7 separate regions of the Mus musculus genome follow, and all the other regions are linked to region 5. Evidence: chromatin contacts called from public ChIA-PET, HiChIP or PLAC-seq and promoter capture Hi-C data. All regions are on one chromosome and are shown on one strand. The core of a region is the stretch at or near the end of the contact, and the rest is flanking DNA. Distances in the headings are between cores, read along the strand shown.

What was found. Promoter capture Hi-C pulls out the DNA fragments that hold promoters and counts their contacts. ChIA-PET counts read pairs in DNA pulled down with a chosen protein or histone mark. HiChIP or PLAC-seq counts read pairs in DNA pulled down with a chosen protein or histone mark.
Region 1: an H3K4me3 HiChIP or PLAC-seq map of bone marrow-derived macrophages shows a contact between it and region 5, with 3 times the contacts expected there. The contact joins the promoter of Sf3b1 here to the promoter of Gtf3c3 in region 5. A contact is called at or near these places in 2 of 39 promoter capture datasets (cranial neural crest and embryonic stem cells), 1 of 484 Hi-C or Micro-C datasets (embryonic stem cells), 7 of 115 datasets of contacts at active chromatin or transcription factors (bone marrow-derived macrophages, embryonic stem cells, large pre-B cells and 3 more) and 3 of 9 other capture datasets (adipose tissue, embryonic stem cells and pancreatic islet).
Region 2: a contact with region 5 is called in an H3K4me3 HiChIP or PLAC-seq map of bone marrow-derived macrophages, with 3 times the contacts expected there. The contact joins the promoter of Stk17b here to the promoter of Gtf3c3 in region 5. A contact is called at or near these places in 4 of 39 promoter capture datasets (embryonic stem cells, frontonasal cranial neural crest, hippocampal neurons and 1 more) and 5 of 115 datasets of contacts at active chromatin or transcription factors (bone marrow-derived macrophages, effector CD8 T cells, embryonic stem cells and 2 more).
Region 3: a promoter capture Hi-C map of embryonic stem cells shows a contact between it and region 5, with 3 times the contacts expected there. The contact joins the promoter of Dnah7a here to the promoter of Gtf3c3 in region 5. A contact is called at or near these places in 2 of 39 promoter capture datasets (the C10 cell line and embryonic stem cells), 1 of 484 Hi-C or Micro-C datasets (B cells), 2 of 115 datasets of contacts at active chromatin or transcription factors (large pre-B cells and memory CD8 T cells) and 1 of 9 other capture datasets (adipose tissue).
Region 4: a contact with region 5 is called in a promoter capture Hi-C map of embryonic stem cells, with 2.3 times the contacts expected there. The contact joins the enhancer-like site here to the promoter of Gtf3c3 in region 5. A contact is called at or near these places in 3 of 39 promoter capture datasets (embryonic stem cells, hippocampal neurons and liver) and 2 of 115 datasets of contacts at active chromatin or transcription factors (bone marrow-derived macrophages and memory CD8 T cells).
Region 6: an H3K4me3 HiChIP or PLAC-seq map of bone marrow-derived macrophages shows a contact between it and region 5, with 4 times the contacts expected there. The contact joins the enhancer-like site here to the promoter of Gtf3c3 in region 5. A contact is called at or near these places in 1 of 39 promoter capture datasets (hippocampal neurons), 1 of 484 Hi-C or Micro-C datasets (B cells), 2 of 115 datasets of contacts at active chromatin or transcription factors (bone marrow-derived macrophages and memory CD8 T cells) and 2 of 9 other capture datasets (adipose tissue and embryonic stem cells).
Region 7: a contact with region 5 is called in an RNA polymerase II ChIA-PET map of memory CD8 T cells, with 9 read pairs. The contact joins the enhancer-like site here to the promoter of Gtf3c3 in region 5. A contact is called at or near these places in 3 of 39 promoter capture datasets (cranial neural crest, liver and second pharyngeal arch cranial neural crest), 3 of 115 datasets of contacts at active chromatin or transcription factors (bone marrow-derived macrophages, embryonic stem cells and memory CD8 T cells) and 3 of 9 other capture datasets (adipose tissue, embryonic stem cells and liver).

The regions. Positions count from the first base shown.
Region 1 is chr1:55,026,089-55,028,890 of GRCm38.p6, reverse strand. It overlaps Sf3b1 (splicing factor 3b, subunit 1), which reads left to right and starts at 1,413. Exons shown (of 25, transcript NM_031179.2): 1 at 1,413-1,552. The coding sequence starts at 1,525.
Region 2 is chr1:53,783,901-53,786,601 of GRCm38.p6, reverse strand. It overlaps Stk17b (serine/threonine kinase 17b (apoptosis-inducing)), which reads left to right and starts at 1,387. Exons shown (of 8, transcript NM_133810.3): 1 at 1,387-1,528.
Region 3 is chr1:53,705,449-53,708,148 of GRCm38.p6, reverse strand. It overlaps Dnah7a (dynein, axonemal, heavy chain 7A), which reads left to right and starts at 1,365. Exons shown (of 66, transcript NM_001252070.1): 1 at 1,365-1,471. The coding sequence starts at 1,457. All of the region lies in intron 2 of Gm32311 (a long non-coding RNA gene), which reads right to left.
Region 4 is chr1:53,748,648-53,751,347 of GRCm38.p6, reverse strand. All of the region lies in intron 4 of Gm32311 (a long non-coding RNA gene), which reads right to left. Among named protein-coding and RNA genes, the nearest start is that of Stk17b, 35 kb to the left of the region's middle. Within about 2 kb of position 1,252, at least 14 of the 459 cell types and tissues checked have an H3K27ac peak or open chromatin away from gene starts, as enhancers often do. A contact at or near this core is called in embryonic stem cells, where this site is marked.
Region 5 is chr1:54,437,621-54,440,320 of GRCm38.p6, reverse strand. It overlaps Gtf3c3 (general transcription factor IIIC, polypeptide 3), which reads left to right and starts at 1,295. Exons shown (of 18, transcript NM_001033194.3): 1 at 1,295-1,508; 2 at 2,378-2,489. The coding sequence starts at 1,407.
Region 6 is chr1:53,844,195-53,846,894 of GRCm38.p6, reverse strand. The region is part of intron 21 of Hecw2 (HECT, C2 and WW domain containing E3 ubiquitin protein ligase 2); the gene reads left to right. Among named protein-coding and RNA genes, the nearest start is that of Mir7681, 3.9 kb to the left of the region's middle. Within about 2 kb of position 1,379, at least 102 of the 459 cell types and tissues checked have an H3K27ac peak or open chromatin away from gene starts, as enhancers often do. A contact at or near this core is called in B cells, adipose tissue, bone marrow-derived macrophages and 1 more, where this site is marked.
Region 7 is chr1:53,888,222-53,890,921 of GRCm38.p6, reverse strand. The region is part of intron 15 of Hecw2 (HECT, C2 and WW domain containing E3 ubiquitin protein ligase 2); the gene reads left to right. Among named protein-coding and RNA genes, the nearest start is that of Mir7681, 40 kb to the right of the region's middle. Within about 2 kb of position 1,336, at least 46 of the 459 cell types and tissues checked have an H3K27ac peak or open chromatin away from gene starts, as enhancers often do. A contact at or near this core is called in bone marrow-derived macrophages and memory CD8 T cells, where this site is marked.

The DNA of each region.
Region 1 (2,802 bases), core at 164-2,663, 590 kb before region 5:
AAATCTTTTTTGTTTTGTTTTTGTTTTTTGAGACAGGGTTTCTCTGTGTAGCCCTGTGGAACTCACTTTGTAGAACAGGCTGGCCTTGAACTCAGAAATCCGCCTGCCTCTGCCTCCTGAGTGCTGGGATTAAAGGCGTGCGCCACCACGCCCAGCATGAAAAAATCTTATTTTTATAAAAGAGGATTCACAAGACAATTCTGGGTGATCTTTTAGTGATGTTTATCATTACTCTGGAACTCCAGGAAGTATTTAGCTTCTACAATTACCACAAATGCAGCAAATGCTCCTTTGAATCTGTTATAGAAATGATAAGCCTTCCCAGTGAGAAAGCATCCTGCACATTTGGAGGATAATAAAGGAAAAAGGTCTGGCACAGCTGGCTCTGGCTAATGCTCGGTAGGGCCAGCCTTGAATACATTTTGATAACTTAGAGACACCTTAGGCTTATTTTCTCCAAATATGAGGTTATCCTCAAATTTGTAATTTAGGTCCCAACCCTGGGTTACATTTAGTACAACTTAAACAGAGACAGAAGGCTGAAAATCTGGTCAATAGGTCACTCCTATTTGCCTGGTCATTTAGGCATCAGTTATTGCCAGAATTATTTTAAGTGCACCAGTGTTGTACTTTTTCAAATAGTTGTTACCTGGGGTCATCTTACCCATTTGGCAGAATTATGTTTCTCTCAAGAAAAGAACTGGGCTTTATTGTAGATCAGGACTTAACATTGCTTGTGACCCTATACTATTCCCTTGAGCTGCCTGTTAAGAGAAGTATTCTACCGTATCTAATGGCTGGTCAATACTGGTGAACCAACATTAACATCTTAGGCATCATAAACTTTATTTCTAACAGGCCTGGCTAGCATACTGTTTATTTTTTGGGTGTCTTGGAGGCAGTGTTCCTTTGGCTAAATTCTATTTTGTGTAATTTAATCTCTCTCTCTCTCTACTTTTTATTTTTGTTTTTTTCGAGACAGGGTTTCTCTGTGTAGCCTTGGCTGTTCTGGAACTCACTCTGTAGACCAGGCTGGCCTCGAACTCAGAATCTGCCTGCCGCTGCCTCCCAAGTGCTGGGATTAAAGGGGTGCGCCACCACTGCCAGGCTCCTTTGGTTTTATTAAAGACAGGCTTTGTCTGTACAGCCCTGGCTTCGGGAACTCTCTTTGTAGACCAGGCTGGCCTCGAACTGCCTCTTCTCTTCCGAGTGCTTGAATTAACGGCACGTTACCCACCACTGGCCGGACAGGCTACAGCCCTCTTGGGAAGTAGCCATCCTCTTCCGCGTTTAGTCTTCCCCGCGGTTTCGCTGGCTTTTTAAGGAAGCCGCCGGGAGCCCGCCCTGGCCCCGCCCACTCCCATAATGCCCCTCGCAGTCTCATATAGGTGGCAGTTGAAGTACGTGCTACAGTGCGGCGCGCGCTCCCGGGTGCGCACGCTCAGAGAGCGGCCTCTGTTTCTGGCGGCGGCGAGCGGAAGTCCTTGGGAGCGCCAGTTCCGTCTGTGTGTTCGAGTGGACAAAATGGCGAAGATCGCCAAGACTCACGAAGGTAAGCGGCCTTTCCCTTCCCACGCGCGACCTCGGCAGCCAGCCAGCCGCGGCCCTCTCTCCTGGCTTTCTGCGTCTTCGCGTGGCATCTCTGGTCTCGACCGAGGCCGCGCGGCGAGGCCTGCTCGGCTCGTCGGCGCAGGCCGCTGCCCGCGTAATGGCGTCCTCTCGCACTCCGGGACCGGCGCTTTGTTCCGCGCTGGCTGTTGGTGCTTCCGAGTTCTCTTGTTCTGACCGGAGAGCCTCGCTCGAGCGGCTTGCCCCGGGGGACTCCCGGGGAGGGAGCGGGGAGGCGGACGTGGGAGGCCGACTTTCTCGCCCCCCGGGCGCTATCGTCGGCAGTTCGTACCTGGAAAGCCCTGAATGACGGCAGCCGCTTTCGGGCCGCTCCTAACGGAGGCCGCTTCAGCGCAGGCCTGCCAATCCCAGCCTTCGCGATACAGGCATCTCCAAGGCGGCTGGATCGTGTTGTGGTGCTTGCACTAAATGATTCCGGCAGAAAATCTGGTAGTTTACTCCTTTAATCACTTGTGTCCTGGTGTTCTATCTTTTTCCCTTTGAGAGCTAGGTGTTGGAGAATCAGGAGGAAGAGAGAAGGAAAGGCAGATTTGACCAGTTGCCAAAGTTTTCTGGGTAGTCGCTTATTTTATGCTGCACAAGAGTAAACAGAGCTAGAAACATGTTGAGAAGCAACCAGATTCCATAAGGAAAGTAACCAGAGAAGACGGGAAGGAATTTGAGTCTGAGAGACAGAATCCCTGTTTCTTGGCTCCCGGTTAAGAAGCCAAAATTTACGCTGACACTAAGTCACTAAACCCGTCCTTTCTAAGTGTGTGTCTCGGTGTTAGAGAGAGGTAACAAGCTAAGGATGTCAGAAATTTGACAGTTTGATGTGGAAGCAGATGTGTGAATATTCTCTTAGAAAATCAAAGGAATGTGTACAGAGAAGTAAAGCCAGTACTTTCTGAGAAGCTGGGTAACGGAGCCATTAATTTATGCTTAGTTATTTTTGGGAGGTGGTGACGCGGCGCTGATAAAAAAGGATCAATCAGTTTTAAATTAGGGGAGGATGTCTGAGCCGGAGGGAACATCTTGTACCATGCAGTGAGTGTCGCTGTGGTAGGATAGAGGAGGGTGTAAGGAGGGAATTCCGATGCGAATCTAAAGAGATGGTTTAGGACCAATAGCTGGGACATTTGAGGAACTGAAAATACTAACACTTTTGAAAGCCAGAAATGTCCCTGCATTAAC
Region 2 (2,701 bases), core at 138-2,637, 650 kb after region 5:
CAAAAACGATCACAAGGAACTCCAAGAGGGCACTGGCTAAGCCTTGGTACTGACACTTTTGGATGCAGCTGCTGTTTCCTGGAAGAAAGTATGGGAACAATCTCATTGGTTTGTGGACACCTTAACATTTATGCTTCCCTGGCTAAAAAGATGCAACATTATCCATTTGACAACACTTAAAGAATCAATACATTATACTGAGGCCTGTCTAAATAACAACACAGACCTCATGAAATGGTTTTGATAACTTTAAATGCATGTGTCCTGGGACATACACTGCTTGGAAGGGCAAGCAGATGGCTTGAAGAAATCTTGGTTAAATGTGACAGGGGAAGAACATAAAATGGTTGCTAAGATGTTCTAAAAGCAAGAGAGTTCCACTCACAGAATTTTTCCCAATAGTTTTTTATACCTACTAAAAAAGTACCCTTCAGCAGTTCTAGATTCTATGTGTAGATGCTACATATAAACGTATAAGTAACCTAGGATCTTATATGTATGTAAACCTACTGTATCTAGCACGAAACTTTCAGTTTTTAAACAGTCTTCAATAGTTAACAGATCTGGGGGCCTGGGGGTGGAACTTAGAAGTGGAACCCTTGCTAAGCATGTGAAAGGCCCTGTGTTCTAACACTGCTAAGAAAGAAAGAGAGAGAGAGAGAGAGAGAGAGAGAGAGGGAGGGAGGGAGGGAGGGAGGGAGGGAGGGAGGAAGAAAGAAAGAAAGAAAGAAAGAAAGAAAGAAAGAAAGAAAGAAAGAAAGAAAGAAAGAAAGAAAGAAAGAAAGAAAGAAAGAAAGTAGCAATGGGCATTGAGCAGGTACAAGTTTTCCTCATTTCCCCTACCACAGTAAACCAGCAATTAGTTCATCTTCAGATTCTCCTACAGTGTCTTGAGCTAGTTAGTGTCTTAAGACATCCAGCTGTAGAGACTAGGATCCTGGAGTCCTATTTATGGCTTCAAGAACCCATAGCAAGCTGGAATCTCTATTTGTAGGGTAGGTTCAGGAGGTAAGGAAGAGGACAAGGAAGATTTGAAACACAGAACTTTAATCATCACAAGTCAAAGAGCCCGGACATCGGCTTCTTTCATCTCTTGTGTCCCGATACTTACACATCCCGGAACTACTCTGAAGGTGGAAAAAGTGGGAAAAGAGGCGCGGACCCCCCCCCCCCCCCAACCCGGCCTGCACACTGTCCAGTTCTAGGCTACATCCAGCAACCAAGTCTTCAGGCGCTCGGCGCTCCGCCCACTCCCCGCCCCCCTCCTGAGGCCCGGCCTCACAGCACGCGCTGCCGGCCGCCGCCCCGCCCCGCCCCCACGTGACAACCCCACCCTCCGTAATCGCTCCGATTGGCTCTTGGGCAGCAGAGGGCGGAGTCTGTGTCGAAGTACAGTGTCCCAGACGCGGCTGCACTTTTCAAACCTCAACTGTAAGAAGCGTCGGTCAGCGTCTGTGCGGTCGCCGCCGGGAGTCGCCTCACAGGGGCCTGGCTGACGGCGACCAGCCGTTGTGGGGAAGAGTGCGAGGTGAGCCCGTGTAGCCGTGGCCCGGTCGGAGGGAGGGCAGAACCCGCGACGGCGCGGAGCTGCGGCGGAGCGGTCGGTGTGGGGGCGCGGGGACCCTGCGGCGAGCCCGAAGGCCAGAGCCGGCGTCCCTGAGCGCGGCCATGCCCGATAGCCTCCGCGGCGTCTCGACGTGGTCCTCCGGGTGGCTCCGGGGCTCGCGTGCTGTGGGCGCGGGACGCCTTCACGTCGGGGCGGGTGGACGCGTCCGGCCAGCAGCCTGGGAGAAACTTTGCGGTCATCGCGTGGGCCGCTGTCAGTCCCGGCGTGGGGAGCCACAGCTGTTTCCGTGACTTTTTGGCTTTAAAGCAGTGGGAATTCTTCTGTACTTGTGACCCATCCTCAGACTAGACAGCCACATCATGGCCACGGTCTGGATCTTTATCCCGACTCGGCCTTACCGTGGGAAAAGCGCTTAATTTGGCTTCACTCTCGGGATATAGATGAGTGGAGACAAAGTTGAAAGAAACTTCACGGCCGGCCGGCTGGTGGCTAGTGGCCGTGGCTGTGCTGGGACTAGAGAAGCGCTGGCTTCAGCTTGCAAGTTGGAATTAAGAAATACTTCTGAAAGCCTAGGAATTTCAACCATAATCATTAGCTTGCAGTGTGACATTCACTGAGGGTTTGGCTGACGTCATGTTTACATACATGGTACCGATAACACCGAACCTCGCCGGCAGGTTTGATACCGTGTGGACTTTTTAAGTGTTCAAGACTGGGAGAGAGGCTGTGCCTTGAGCAGCAAGGTCTGCAGAGGTAACGAGGCAAGTGGAGGCATATGTAACATGGAATTTAGAACTCCAGGAGCACAGTTTTATTATGGAGAGATATAAACTCCTTTCTCATTGGTACAGTCTTCACAGTGAGATGCCCAGAAATGGTTTTCAACAACTTCATAAAAATTGAATCACAGTGCCTTAAAATTGTGTATATTAAAAAACACTAGTCCATGGAAATCGTGACCAAATTTTAGACCTGTCTTTTCACCTAATCTTTTTGATATTAATTTAATTTTTTGGTAGTTTTAATATTTCAAGTAATTGGTTTTTTTGAGATACACATACATTTTAGATAATTTTCTGGAATGAAGGTTTACTATTAAAGTAAATTTACTTACATGACAGTATGCTTAAGTTA
Region 3 (2,700 bases), core at 116-2,615, 730 kb after region 5:
TGCCATGAGACCCTCTGTTTTCATTAAAGGTTTTAAAGTTTTAGTTCTTCCATGTAGGTAATCCACCTACAGGAGGTGATTTTTATATGTGACATTAAGTGTCTATGTCACATTTGTGCACGTGGATATCTACTTTCCTCAGTATCATTTGTTGTGAAGACATTGTTTCATCACTGTAGCTTTGTACTAAATTTTGAAATAAAAAAAAATATGAGGCTTCCAAATATGTCACTTAAAAAACGTTGTTTTTGGCCATTCGAGATCCCTTAAGATGTCACATAAATTTTAGGTTAGGAACCTGCCATTTCTCAACAGAAAACGTTTACCGTCAGGCATGGTGGCATAAGCCTGTAATTCTAGCACTTGGGAGGCTGCCACAGACAGATTGAGAGTTTGTGACCTGTCTAGGCTAAGAAATGAGACGATCTCAAAACCAAACCAAAATAAATAAACAAAATTAAACAAAAACTTTTCAGTAGGAGGCAGTTTACATTGAAGTCTAAACTCCTCACTCTATTTTACCAGATCTTTAAAATAGAGCACTTATTTATCTTCATCTTCATCACCGGACTCCAATGTGCTTTATTCCAACGACAGTCTGATAGATTTCGTTTTTGTTCTTCTAATTTTCTTCTGTTCTTCTGATTTTTGTTTTTTGTTCTTCTAATAACCATGAAATGTCTCAGGCTTTTGCATCTGATTGCTCTGCCCGAAATATTCCTTGCACAGCATGTGTCCTCCTCTTTCAAATCTCAGCTTTCACGTTTCTTCTGCATCTTCTAAGAGAAATGACTCACAGCACTGTTTCTATTAGTTATGAACACATGCCTTACGGTCACCCAAGCCTATGCCTGAGGGACTGTCTTGGCACAGCTTCGTTCATGTAGTCAATCACGCGTGGATTTAAATGAATTTCCGAAGGCTCACTTTCTAGTGTGTTAGGGAAGTCAACAGAACTGAACACTGAGGCTCCTGGATATGGAGCACTTTACAGGCTTTAGTCTTGAGTGCCTTGTCATTATTCTATTTGCCTACATTAGCAATGAAATCTGCAGAAACAGCCGAATGAAGGCTTAAGGCAGAGAACCACGCCCACGCAGACTCGGTGAAAGATGCAGTAACTTGAGGACCCACTTAGACATCAAGGGGTCTTCGCTCCTCACAGTTGCCTGCCACCCTCTGTAAAGTGGAGTGAGGGCTGTGTTGGAAGCCACCTAGGCCTCAGAGAGCCACCCTGCTCGACCTCTCAGAAAGTTCTGCACCTCATCTCGCAGATGCAGACGACCGGAAGTAGAATCCGCCAGTTTGTTGCTTAGCAACGAATCGACCACGGCGGTTAAAGCTCTCAGCTCAGAAAGAGCCTAGAGCTGTCCAGCGGCGAACAACTCTCCTCTCCAGGTCCTGAGTTCCGCAGCAGCGATCCCGGCCGGCGTTGCCTGGCCCGCAAGTCGACGCCATGAGCAGCAAGAAGGTGAGAGCTGGGCCGCCAGGGTCGGTCCCGGGGGCCAGGCACGCAGGAGCAGACTCCAGTACCACCCTGGCGTTGAGTGTTTTCCCTCCAGTTTCCTTCCCAACCGTTGGACCTCGTTGTCGTAACAACGGGACACAAACTGGATGCGCCATCGGTGGAAACTGGCTCCACAGCGACCCCAGCTGCACACTGGGAGTGTTTGGGTGGGAGGAGGGTGGGCGGTTTTGATGCCAGTTCAACCCAAATAAAAAGTTGATTCTCAATCTGAAAATTGTACTCAGCTTTTAAGATTTTTCATCCCTCCATAGTGGTTTCTCTTATAAACCGAGTTTGTTGTGAAAATGGCTGCAAAAGATGATGTGGGGGTTGGGGAGATGGCTTAGTGCTTAAGAGCTTGATATGAAGCCATGAAGACATAGACTCAAATCCCCAGCACCCACTTCAAGGCCCAGTGTGACTGAGCTTGCCTGTAACCCAGCTCTGCGAGGGTCAGAGACAGGAGGATTGCAGCAACTTCCCATCCAACCCCTTAGTTTCTGGTTAAGTGAGAGACCCTGTCTCAAAGTAGTAAGTCAGTGAGTGATTCACTGGCTTCTGGGCAGAGGCAGGGGCACCCTTACACAAAACATGGACATATCACACACGCACGCACACGCACGGTCACCGGCACATGCACTCTCTCACACGGGAGGGTAGTTTACAATCTTGTGCTATTTAGGTTTTGTGACAAAACAGAGCAAGGCAACTCAGAGAGAAAATTCTTATTTTGTCTCATGGCTTGAGAGGTCGCTGGGTTCTGGGTGTTTCTGGGCGCTGGACTGAAGTCTATATCAAGGCAGGGAGGAGGGCATGGCAGAGAGCACTGGGGAAGAGGCTAGAGAAAGAGCAACAGGTTGAAAGCACACCCCTAATAGCCCTCATTCTTCAGCGGGGCTTTACTCTCAATGGCCCATTCCCACAAACTTACATTAATTTATGGGTGAAAGTAGCATTTTCATCACCAATTGGTGTCACCCCTCGACACAAGAGCTCCTTGGAAAGACATGTCATATCTATCCTATTACAGCTATAGTTATAGATTATATAGGTTATAGAGTACTAGCAGAGGATGTCAAGCCTGCTAACCAAGTAAGCAGTAGTTATGTAAATGCTGGAGAAAGTTTTCAGTTTTTTGCAATCCACATATTAACTAAGAACTAAGAGACAGGTGTTTTGTTTCATATATCTAA
Region 4 (2,700 bases), core at 3-2,502, 690 kb after region 5:
TCCTCTCTCACTGAGGCCAGACAAGGCAGCCCAGCTAGAAGAACATATCCCACAGACATGCAACAGCTTTTGGAACAGCCCCTCTTCCAGTTGTTTGGGACCCACATGAAGATCAAGCTGCTCATCTCCTCCATATGTGCGGGGAGGCCTAGGTAAATTTATTTATGCTCTATAGTTCTGCCTGATTTCTTTGGGCCTAGTGAAGAAACCTGTCTCAGTGGGATTCCCTAACTTTTCTCATGGTAAACCCACCTATTCGCTAGGCCATTGTGTTTGGGTAAGACTGGTTACTGCCTCAAGTAAACACTCTGCAGACTAGCCCTGAGCTATTCCTGCTTGGTCCTTTGTAATGCTTAACTAGTTACTGAATAGGTAACTTCCTTACTGAATTCCTACTGAATTTCAAGTTTGTCAGCTTCAAGGTCTTTCTAGGACTTCGGAACACTGGCGAAGGCTTAGCTATGTCAGAATTCAATCTTAAAAGGCACTTATAATAAGATAATACTAAAAGAGAGCATGTGAATCCATACACCAGACTAACATGGGGATAAGGTATGAGTATGAGAACGCCAAAGTTCCAGGAGGTGAGTTTCCGTGAAACTCTTTGCCTCGTGAGTGCTCCCAGGCCTCTCGGCCTGCCAAGCAAACTTCACTGGAGTGTGCATAGCATTCTCCCCCTTTTCTTTCCTTTCCTTTCCTTTCCTTTCCTTTCCTTTCCTTTCCTTTCCTTTCCTTTCCTTTCCTTTCCTTTTCTTTTCTTTTCTTTTTCTTTTTTTTTAAATTTTTCAGCCAAAGTTCCAGAATGTCCTGCCTTGTCGTAGCTACAGATCTCAGAAGTACTCTAAAGATGAGTGGAAACACAACGATTTACTAATAAAATTGTGCCAATAATAATAGCAAGTAGGAATATATATTGAATCCAATCCAGGGGATTCAATGCACTTAGGTTATTTTTTTTTAATCTCTGGCCAATTCATCAGTGTTCCAAGTGTCCAAGTGACTATTGCTAATATCTGAAATTTCTGCCTTTCTAGCCTTAATATGTTCCTGGCCCTCATAGTAAACCTTATTCCCAATTCAGACCAAAGCCACAATATGTACTTAGAATGCTTCCTCATGAAGATTTAATAACTGCCACCTGCGCTGTTGGAGGTGGGGATGCACACCTGCTGCAGTCAGGCTTAGGGGCTTTGACTAACCTGCTTGAAAAACAAAGACAGTGAAAAGCAACAGTATGGAAGCTTCTTTGGGGAAGTCTAGGTACTCCATTCAATTGCAAATTAGCAATGATCAAGCTCAGACTTAGAGCTCCTGGTGTGGTGGGGAGTGGCTTTGAGAATTTCAGAAAGGCTGCAGTTTCTCTGGGAGTGGAGGCTGTGCTCTAAATTAACTTTGCTAGGTAATTAAGATTTTAGCTATCTTCCCTAGGATTCTCTAATACTGGAATTATTACTAGACCAGTCCAAGATTGAGTTAGAATAACTGGTCACAATGAGGGAAGGAGAAGAATCACTATAACTCTTTCTTGTGACTAATCTTTCCAAGTCATATTACACAGTCTCTAATGTTCTATGTCCCATAAGGTTTAAAAATCTTGAAGCAAGGCAGCTTAGCTTGTCCAATCTGGGAAAATGACAAACAAAGGTGGGTCAAGAACATATACCCAATTCAGCTTTCTTGTCACTACAGTCAGGGCACTCAGCGAACTCGCCTGTCAGTTTGTCACACGAATTAGCCGTCATGCTTCTGCATCGTTCTGTGAAGAGAACCTATGCTTTTCTCTTTCCCAATAAGGTAGCTGTTCAGGATCAAGCCATATGCCAATAAGTAGATCCTTTTCATCTCACCTAGACATGATTATGTCTGTTTTTTAAAATACTATGAGGCATTTATTAAGTTCTTTGATATCCAAATTTCAAAATTCCTAAGATAAAAGTATGATTAAAATAATGTGCTTGATTATTCAACATTTTAAAACACCGTTTACAGCACACAATTTAATTATCTGTGTTGAAGCACGGGGAAGCTCAAAAGAATAAGCGTGTGATCCAATTCACATATACTTTTCTCCCATAAAAGGGCTGTTTTTAGACACAGTAAATGGGATGCATGCAGGCATGAATTTATAGAAGATACAGAAGCATGCATAAGAACAATTTTTAAACTTATCTTTGGGATAATGATTGTCAATTTTATTTAAAATGATGGTATGCAATAGATCAAATATTAATATTCTGTAATAACCAATTTAATTGCTGTTATGAACAAGGAACAGACACTTTGTCAGGTTCTTAAGACACAATTTTTGTTGTAGGTTTTCTAAAATATATGAATTTATCTTACAATTCTTTATTAGCACCATAGCAGCCTTAATAGGATGTTAAAACTGTGCTTTGAGGTGAATGCCACCTTGGCCTCGCCCTCCTCCGGTCTTCCTTCCTTTCAGGCCAAAGAGGCTGAAGCGGCCCAATCTGTTGTAGGTCAGGAAACCCGAGTGAGGGCGCAGAGCACCCTGAGTTCTAGCGGGGGGGGGGGGGGGAGGGGGGGGCGGAGGGGGAATACAGCTACCCCTGGCAGGGACAGGCAGAGCCTCATGGGGGCAATGGTGAGCGTGGCCCTCCCCTGAGTTCGCTACAAAGGCACCCACTTTCTGGCAGCCAGTACCAGGTTCGCTCAGGGAAAGCTGCGTACCCCAAGGCC
Region 5 (2,700 bases), core at 46-2,545:
CATGTATGTTTTCACGCCTGTGTAAGATCCCTCCTCAGGAGAAACGCAGTGACTGAGATAGTTTTCTGCTATCTGGTAGTCCTGCTCTTGCAGGTCTTGACCTCTGATTCTGCAACCCTGCTACAGATCTCCTTAGCTTGGATTATCATAAAGATGATCAAAGATAGACTCTCGTCTTTGGACCCAGGACTATGCTGAGCTCAACTTTGCCCAAAGTTCCAAAGGCTCTTGTAGTTTCATCTAACTTTACTCACAAATGTGTTTTGAATACATGTTATTAGGTTAGTCAGGTTTATAATAATGACACATAAACTAATGTCTTTGATGTTTATAGGTAATGTCTCTAGAAAAAGAAATAGTTATAATACAAGATAAAATGCAAATCACAAGAGCTCCTAGGAGTTGAAAATAATCTCTCTCTCTCTCTCTCTCCCTCTCTCTCTCTCTCTCTCTCTCTCTCACTCACTCACTTTGACCCCTCTCTTCCATCTCTCTCCCCTCAAGTCCCACCTCAAGTCTTTCCACTTCAGGTGTTGCCCTTTTTCATGTTACAAGTGTTCTATTACCCTCCCCACACCTCTCCCTTTTTTTCCTCTCATAGGTTCCTAAGGATTATTTTGAGAGATGTATGTAACAGATATACAGTAGACGCCCTATGGGAAGAGTTAGAATCCCTTTAAAAGTTTGAGAGCAGCCGAGCGTGGTGGGGCACGCCTTTAATCCCAGCACTCGGGAGGCAGAGGCAGGCGGATTTCTGAGTTCGAGGCCAGCCTGGTCTACAAAGTGAGTTCCAGGACAGCCAGGGCTACACAGAGAAACCCTGTCTCGAAAAACAAAAAACAAAACAAAACAACAACAAAAAAGTTTATGAATACTTGGGACATAAAAGTTGATTGACATTAGAGATAGAAACCCAGGCAAACGCTCTGCCACTGTGCTGCATCCCCAGATCAAAAGTCTCCTGTAGAGATGGTTCAGTGGTTAAGAACACTGACTGCTCTTCCGGAGGTCCTAAGTACAATTCCCAGCAACCACATTGTGGCTCACAGCCATCTGTAATGGGATCTGATGCCTTCTTCTGGTGTGTCTGAAGACAGTGTACTCCTATACATAAAATAAGCAAGCAAGCAAACAAACAAACTAATACATACATCTTTAAAAAAAAAAAAGGCTCCTCTAGCTGGTAGTTTAAGGGAGTCTGGCGCTTGAAAGATGCATTTGGACACTCCCTTGCCTGTGGGAAGAGGCCTGGGGCCTAGAGCGCAGGCGGAACCAGAGTGCGCGGCCGCGGCGCAGGCCGGGAAGGTTTCTAGGGCGGACGCTGGTCCGGTCTCTCCTAGGCGTCCTACAGAGCCTGGGAGTGCTGCAGCTTCCCTGGCCCGCTGCGCAGCGTCGGCCCTGCAGACATGTCGGGGTTCAGCCCGGAACTTATCGACTACCTGGAAGGGAAAATCTCCTTTGAAGAGTTCGAAAGGCGGAGAGAAGAGAGAAAAACCCGAGAGAAGAAAGTGAGCCGCTGGGCCCCCGGTGCTCCTCGGTCTTGTTTTCCCCGAAACCGAGTCGTGGGTTGCCCAGGGTGGGCCCGGGATCCAGCAGCTTTCACCTCTTCCAAAATTTCCGATTTTCACTCCCACCCGAGTACTCAGAGCCTCTAAAGACATCTCCCCACCCGAAAGCCAGCCTTGGTGGGCGCTAACCTCCCCCGACCCCCTAATACCTGTTAAGTCGATGAGCCAGACAGGGTGATCTGATTAGTTCTAAACCTATCTTGCAACTAGGTTGTGACGGTGGTGGGAACCAGGCCTTTTGTTTTTGTGGTCTGTATAGGGGTCTTGGGGATCAAACTTCAGGGCCTCCAGCCTGCTGGACAAAGCTCCCCATCGCAAAGCTACATGCACCCCTGGTGCGCCTATTTTTGAGGAGTCTCCGTGTAATTTTTTTTCTTAGACATAAAAGTAAACCTAACTAACCAGATAGTGAGGATATCTGTTACTTTTTCAAATTTTAATAAAGATCTGAACTTTAAATAGTTTCTCATTTGTTTGAAGGCCAAGGGACCAACATAAAGATCTCTTGACCCTTTTGAAGTTAGCTAATGATTTCTTTCTTGACTCATAGACTTCTATGAACCCTATGGTTTATTTAAAGTCTTAGATTGATGACATTAAAATATTTAAAATCATTCCACTTGTATTTGCAAATGACTTACATAAACTAAAGACTTAAGTACATTGGAACACTTTGAAACTATTCAAATTTAGATTCCACGTATCATAGGGGAGGGTCAACTTTTATAAAGATAAGGCAAATGCCCTATTCAAGGCTGAGAGAATTAAATCTGAATTAGTTTTTGGAACTGTTTAATTCCCAATCACAGAGTGTTCAGGAAAAAGGAAAATCATCACCCAAAGAAAACCCAGATGACTCCGAAGTTCCATCCTCATCAGGAATTGACTCTGCCAAATCCCAGGACAAAGACGCCAATGAAGGTATGTTACTGCTGGCTTTAAATGAGCACTTAAGTAAAATGATTTGATAAAAACACTATTTGCTTTTTACTTTTTATTGCTTTTATGTTTATTGTAATAACATTCTATTTTTGTTTGTTGGTTTGTTTTTCATGACAGGCTTTTTCTGTGTAGCCCTGGCTGTCCTGGAACTCACTCTGTAGACCAGGCTGGCCTCGAACTCAGAAATTCT
Region 6 (2,700 bases), core at 130-2,629, 590 kb after region 5:
GCAAAGAGCTGTCAAGATGACATCAGTCATCAGTCTTGCAAGCCACACTTAGACTAGGGAGGAGCATATGCAAATAGTTTTAGTTTGTAGCATCTTTCTTTTGAGCTCTTTCTGTATTCCCCCAGGATAGGGAGATAAAAATAGCTAGGAAAGAAAATGATCTAAGATAGTTTACTTTTCCACAGCTAATCAATTACCCAGCATGGCTCACACATAACCAGATTGGGGAGTGAGCTGGAAAGCTGTGGAACTTCAGTTGAACTTGGGCTGCTGCTTGCCCTCTTCAAGGAAGCAGCTGCATCATCTGAATCATCTTTACCTGTCAAAGAAAGATGCGCTGTAGCCAGGCTTTAGCTTGGTACCACCAAGAGCAACTTTGTCTGGTCCTATTTCCACACTTAACTCCCAGGCCTCAGAAGCTTAGCCTCACTGCTCTGATTCAAATTCAACTGTGGTTGAATCAGAAGGTGCCTAGGCCTCGTGTGCCTGGACAAGCCTGGGGTAAGAGGTAGTGTGACTTCCTGAGGCCATTGTCTGCTCTCATTTTACAGACTGCTCCTATTGGAGTATTTTGTTTTCAGTTAATTTTTGTTATACTAAGAATGGAAGAATAAAGTTAACTATTTTAACCCATGTCAGGTGCTGCTAACTCGTGATGTGCCAGGCCAGCAGCACCATGGTGGGTACAATGCTTTGTCAGCGGGTAGGGCTTGAGACACTATGGCCACTCTACTGACATCTGTGCTTACTCAGAAATGCCCTCAAATGCAGCTGCTTTGTGGCTACACACCCGTTGTCCAGAGTTTCTGTGTTTCCTTGCCAAGTCTTTAACCATGTAACCAACCTAACCGGCAAAACAGGAATGTAACAAACGATCTCTGTGATATGAGTCACATTAACTATTTATATGGACGAGGTTGCTAAGGCGTTATAGGAGCTTCGTGACTGCAGGCCCTGCTGGAACATGTTCACTGAATTTCTAAACATAGATAGAAATTGCATCCCACAACATACCCCTAAATATGCAGTTCTACATTTGGAGTTACAAACAAAGTAAAGTAGAAAGACTATCTTAGCTTTGGAGTGATTCTATCCATGCATCAAGAGTTGAAAAAGAAGGAGGAGGAGGAGGAGGAGGAGGAGGGAGGGAGGGGGAGGAGGGGTTGGGGAGGCAGGGGTGGGGAGGAGAGAAAGATTAAAAAGTTTAATAGTTCAACGTTCAACGTACTTTTGTTTCTAAAAGAGCTATTTGTTTTCTTTTCTCCTGAGGTGAGTTTTGCTTTTCAGCTCAACTCCTCAGAGAATATACTCTTGTCTTTAACCACAAGAGGAACTAGTCAGAAAGGTCATTGTTGTCTTAACAAACTTCACCATGTTAGAAGATATTACATAGTGAACTTTCTAAGCCAACTCACTTGTTTGACAGTGGTTTCAGATTGAGTCATATCTTAGGGATTGGCACCTTTTGCTCGTGGCACTGCATTAATGTACCACCATCTCAGGGTAAACTGGCTTACATTTGTTCACACTGCCAGATGCCAAATAACAATGTAAGTTATGCTGATTTTCTTCAAGTGAGCATCAGGGAGCTCTAGTCACAACTCAGCAATGTTTATAGAGCCTCTACTGAGTATCATTCTGGGAACTTATAATGCAAAAAGAAGTGTCTTAATTAGGTTTCTATTGTGGTGATGAAACACCACGATCAAAAAGCAAGTTGAGGAGGAAAAGGTTTATTTTTGCTTACACTTCCACATCACAGTTCATCATCACCACAGGAAGTCAGAATAAGAACTCAAGTAGGGCCGAATTCTGGAGGCAGGGGTTGATGCAGAGGCCCTGGAGGGTGCTGCTTACTGCCTTGCTCTCCAAGGCTTGCTCTGCCTGCTTTCTTATAGAACCCGGGATCACCAGCCCAGGGATGGCCCCACCTACAATGGGCTAGGCCCTCCCCCATCAATCGCTAATTAAGAAAATGCCTTACAGGCCCGCCTGTAGCCTAATCTTCTGGAGTTCTTTTCTTAATTGAGGTTCCTCCTCTCACATAACTTTAGCTTGCATCAAGTTGACATAAAACTGTCCAGCACAAGGGTCACTAATTTTCAGTGAGGGCAAAGTCTAAATTTATGTATAAGGAGGCCGACACACACAAGTCATCAGAATGTACTCTGATAAGTGCAGTATTATTGAAATACTTAGAGTTAAATCTTAGGGACCACTGTCTAATTTTTAATGGAAAATCCACAGTAGAGCCAACTTTGCTTATACCAGTCATCTCAAAGAAAACAGGATCATTCTATCTTTTTCCTGATGTTTCAGCTCTCTGTGATCCTGATATACTCAGGATATCTGCAATGTGGAGAGCCCAGCAGAGGGGCAATCATATTAAGTCAGAGAGTGTTTATGTCTCCCTGGAGGAATCTCACTAAAGATTTATAGTAAGCTAGATATTTTAATAATCTGTTTCCCTCCTCCTTGTTTCTGTAGCAGCAGCCGTTGGCAACACATTGCTATAAAGAGACAGATAGTAAACAATTTTAGACTTTGCCCATCGTACGTTCTCTATGGCACGTACGCACCTCAGCATTTTATCAGCTATTAGCAACAGGCTATACACAAGCCAGAACAGTGCATTTCAGTATAGTCTTACTTACAAAACCAGGGCTTTGGCAGATTTGCCCTACTGATGTAGTTTACCAA
Region 7 (2,700 bases), core at 87-2,586, 550 kb after region 5:
AATTTAATAGTTGGGGGTATATGATAAAAGGTTGAAGAACAAAGTCTCATATTTAACTCAGAGAGAATTGGTAATATGCAATATGCTTACAGGAGATAATAACCCAAGGATAGTCTCATAAGAAAAAAGCAAATGAGTTTTTAGTGGGCTAAAGTTTTGTCAGCTACAGAGAATAATTTCTTAAATCCGAGGGTGAATCTATAGAGTTGTGGGATCCTGCTGGGATTGTCTAAAATTAGAATGTACTTGGCAGAACCGATGCATGCATGTGTTGATTGTCCAGAGAAGATGGGCTAAGTATGACTGGACACCCCACTACAGGCTACCTTGGCAGTTTGCAGTGGTTCATAGTAACCACACGAGGGCTCTCCAATACCCTAGCCCAAAACACACAAAAATCTCTTCTTGTTTCCCTTTTCTTTGAACAACTTAAATACATAAAAGGACTTTTGTGGTTGAATTTTCTTCTCCTTAATATAAGTTTATGCCTTGTGAGCATACTGTGGCTTCTAAAAATTCCCTCAGACAAATGGAATTAAGAGTCTTTTCCTGCCTGACATTTCTAAATGCGTATCATGTTTCCAATATCAAACTGTAGGTCACATATTCTGAAGGCTTTCTTATAAAAAATAAATATGAATGCAATAAATAATTGGATTTAGTTCATCAAAATTCCACTCATGGAATTTCCCACTAATGTTCATTCTGCTTTAACGCATTACGTGTTCACTGTTTATAGAAGAATATACATGAGAAGCTCATATAAAAATGATGTATAAGTCTAATGCAGGGTGAGGTATGCACGAAAATATTTATGTTTTATGAGTAGCCAATAAATCTTTATCTTGATGTCCTGTAAATCATTACTAGTGAACTGGAGTATACTAACAGCATTCATCTTACCAAATACAACTGAACTCTCGCCCTTGGACCTCATGTAGATATGTAGTGTAATTAGGACACTGCCTGGCTTTATCACATAGACAGTGTACTTTAACTGCTTACTTTATTGTGACATCACAAGCTGAAGGTGGCTCTTCTGTTCAGTCAGGACAGTGTTTCTGGGAAAACATGTACAAGTTTAATAGCTAGACTTACACTTTTAGAACATCTGGCTCAGAACTTTGAGTTCTATGGTCTAGGGGTATCCAGACATGGAACAGGGCCTCCCAAGAGTAAATTAGCAACTTAATGAAAATCTCTCTTCTATTGCTGGGAGCTGAACAGTGAACCAGAGTAACACAGCATACAGCCACAGTACTCTCCAGCCTTTCTCAGAGAATCCCCTTTAGGGTACAGCACTTGAGAGTGCAGTGGACATAGCTGGAAACATTACCTATATTTCTGGGAGGCATTGACCACTGTCTTGTGGTCTGGTTTTAAGAAGTGAGGTCTTTGAGAAGACCTGTGGCTGTTCTAGGAAATGTTGATACACAGGAAATCATATAGACTGGTGAATTGAGATATTAAAGTTCCCTGCCTGGGGTGTGTAGAGAATGACTGGGTCTCCCCAGAGTGGCTGGCTGTTTTCCTCAAACCCAGTAACTCATTAGAAGCAGGCTGAGAAGACTTCTGGTTATATAATGGATCTGTTACCATCCTAGCTTTGTTCAGCAATGTCTACAATTGGTAGACAAGCTTGTATCTCTGCTGTGGTAACAAACACCTGCTGTCATGTGGTTGGGAGTATAACAAATACAAATAATTAACACTTATTTCCCATGTTCTTAACGTGGATAACAAATTTAAAACTATATTTTAAATGAATAAAAATAAGGGTAAAAATCCTTGATAAACTTTGAAAGGGTCAATGAGGATGCTGGGGCAGAGGAGGGTCGTATAAAATCCTGGCTACACGTGTTGACAAACTGACTTTGACCCCCTGGAACCCAGAAAAGAGTAGAAGGAGAGAACTCACTCCACAGATTTGCCCTCTGACCTACAGATGCACACCATGGCACCCATAAACACCACCTACTATTTATTTAATAAAAAAGAACCCCCCCCCCTTTTTTTTAAAGAAAACCCTTTTTTAGTAGCTGAGACAGAAAGCTGTATTTTTAATACTCTTTTAGGTAGTGATGACTTTCCTTTTTATTGTTTTCATCTGTATTAGGGCATAGGAAACAAATAATAAACCTGTTAATAATAACAACTGGTTTTGAAATCTATACCAAACACCATGGGAAGTCAGAGGACAGAACTATACTTAACTTCAGCTTGAAGGAAAGGGAAGGTTTCATGGAGGAGGGGGCTGTTTGAACTATCCTTTGGATGAGAACATTCCAGAAGAATAAGCAACCTGGAGAGGACAGAAAGGCAGCTTTTATTGTGAAGAGCTTTAGAAAGTGCCACAAAAAATGTAATATTAGTTATATTTTTAATTTGTTAATATATTGCAATATATAATAATGCAATATAATGATATGGCTATAAGGATTTCATCAGAAGGAGATAGAACCTCCACTTGAGAAGTATCAATTTATAAATCCAATATTACCTCCTTCTAGGACAGACACTAAAGCAATGTTAGAGTTTCCTGGAAGAACACAAATGAGTAGATACCTATTTGTAGGGGTTTCTAAATCTATAATAGGTACAATAAGTAATTCAGGCTAGGGTGACCTTTTTTAGGTCTTACACAACTGCTACTGTTAGCTGTCTGGTGTGGGAGGCTCAAACCAGAAAGAGCTGTTGCAC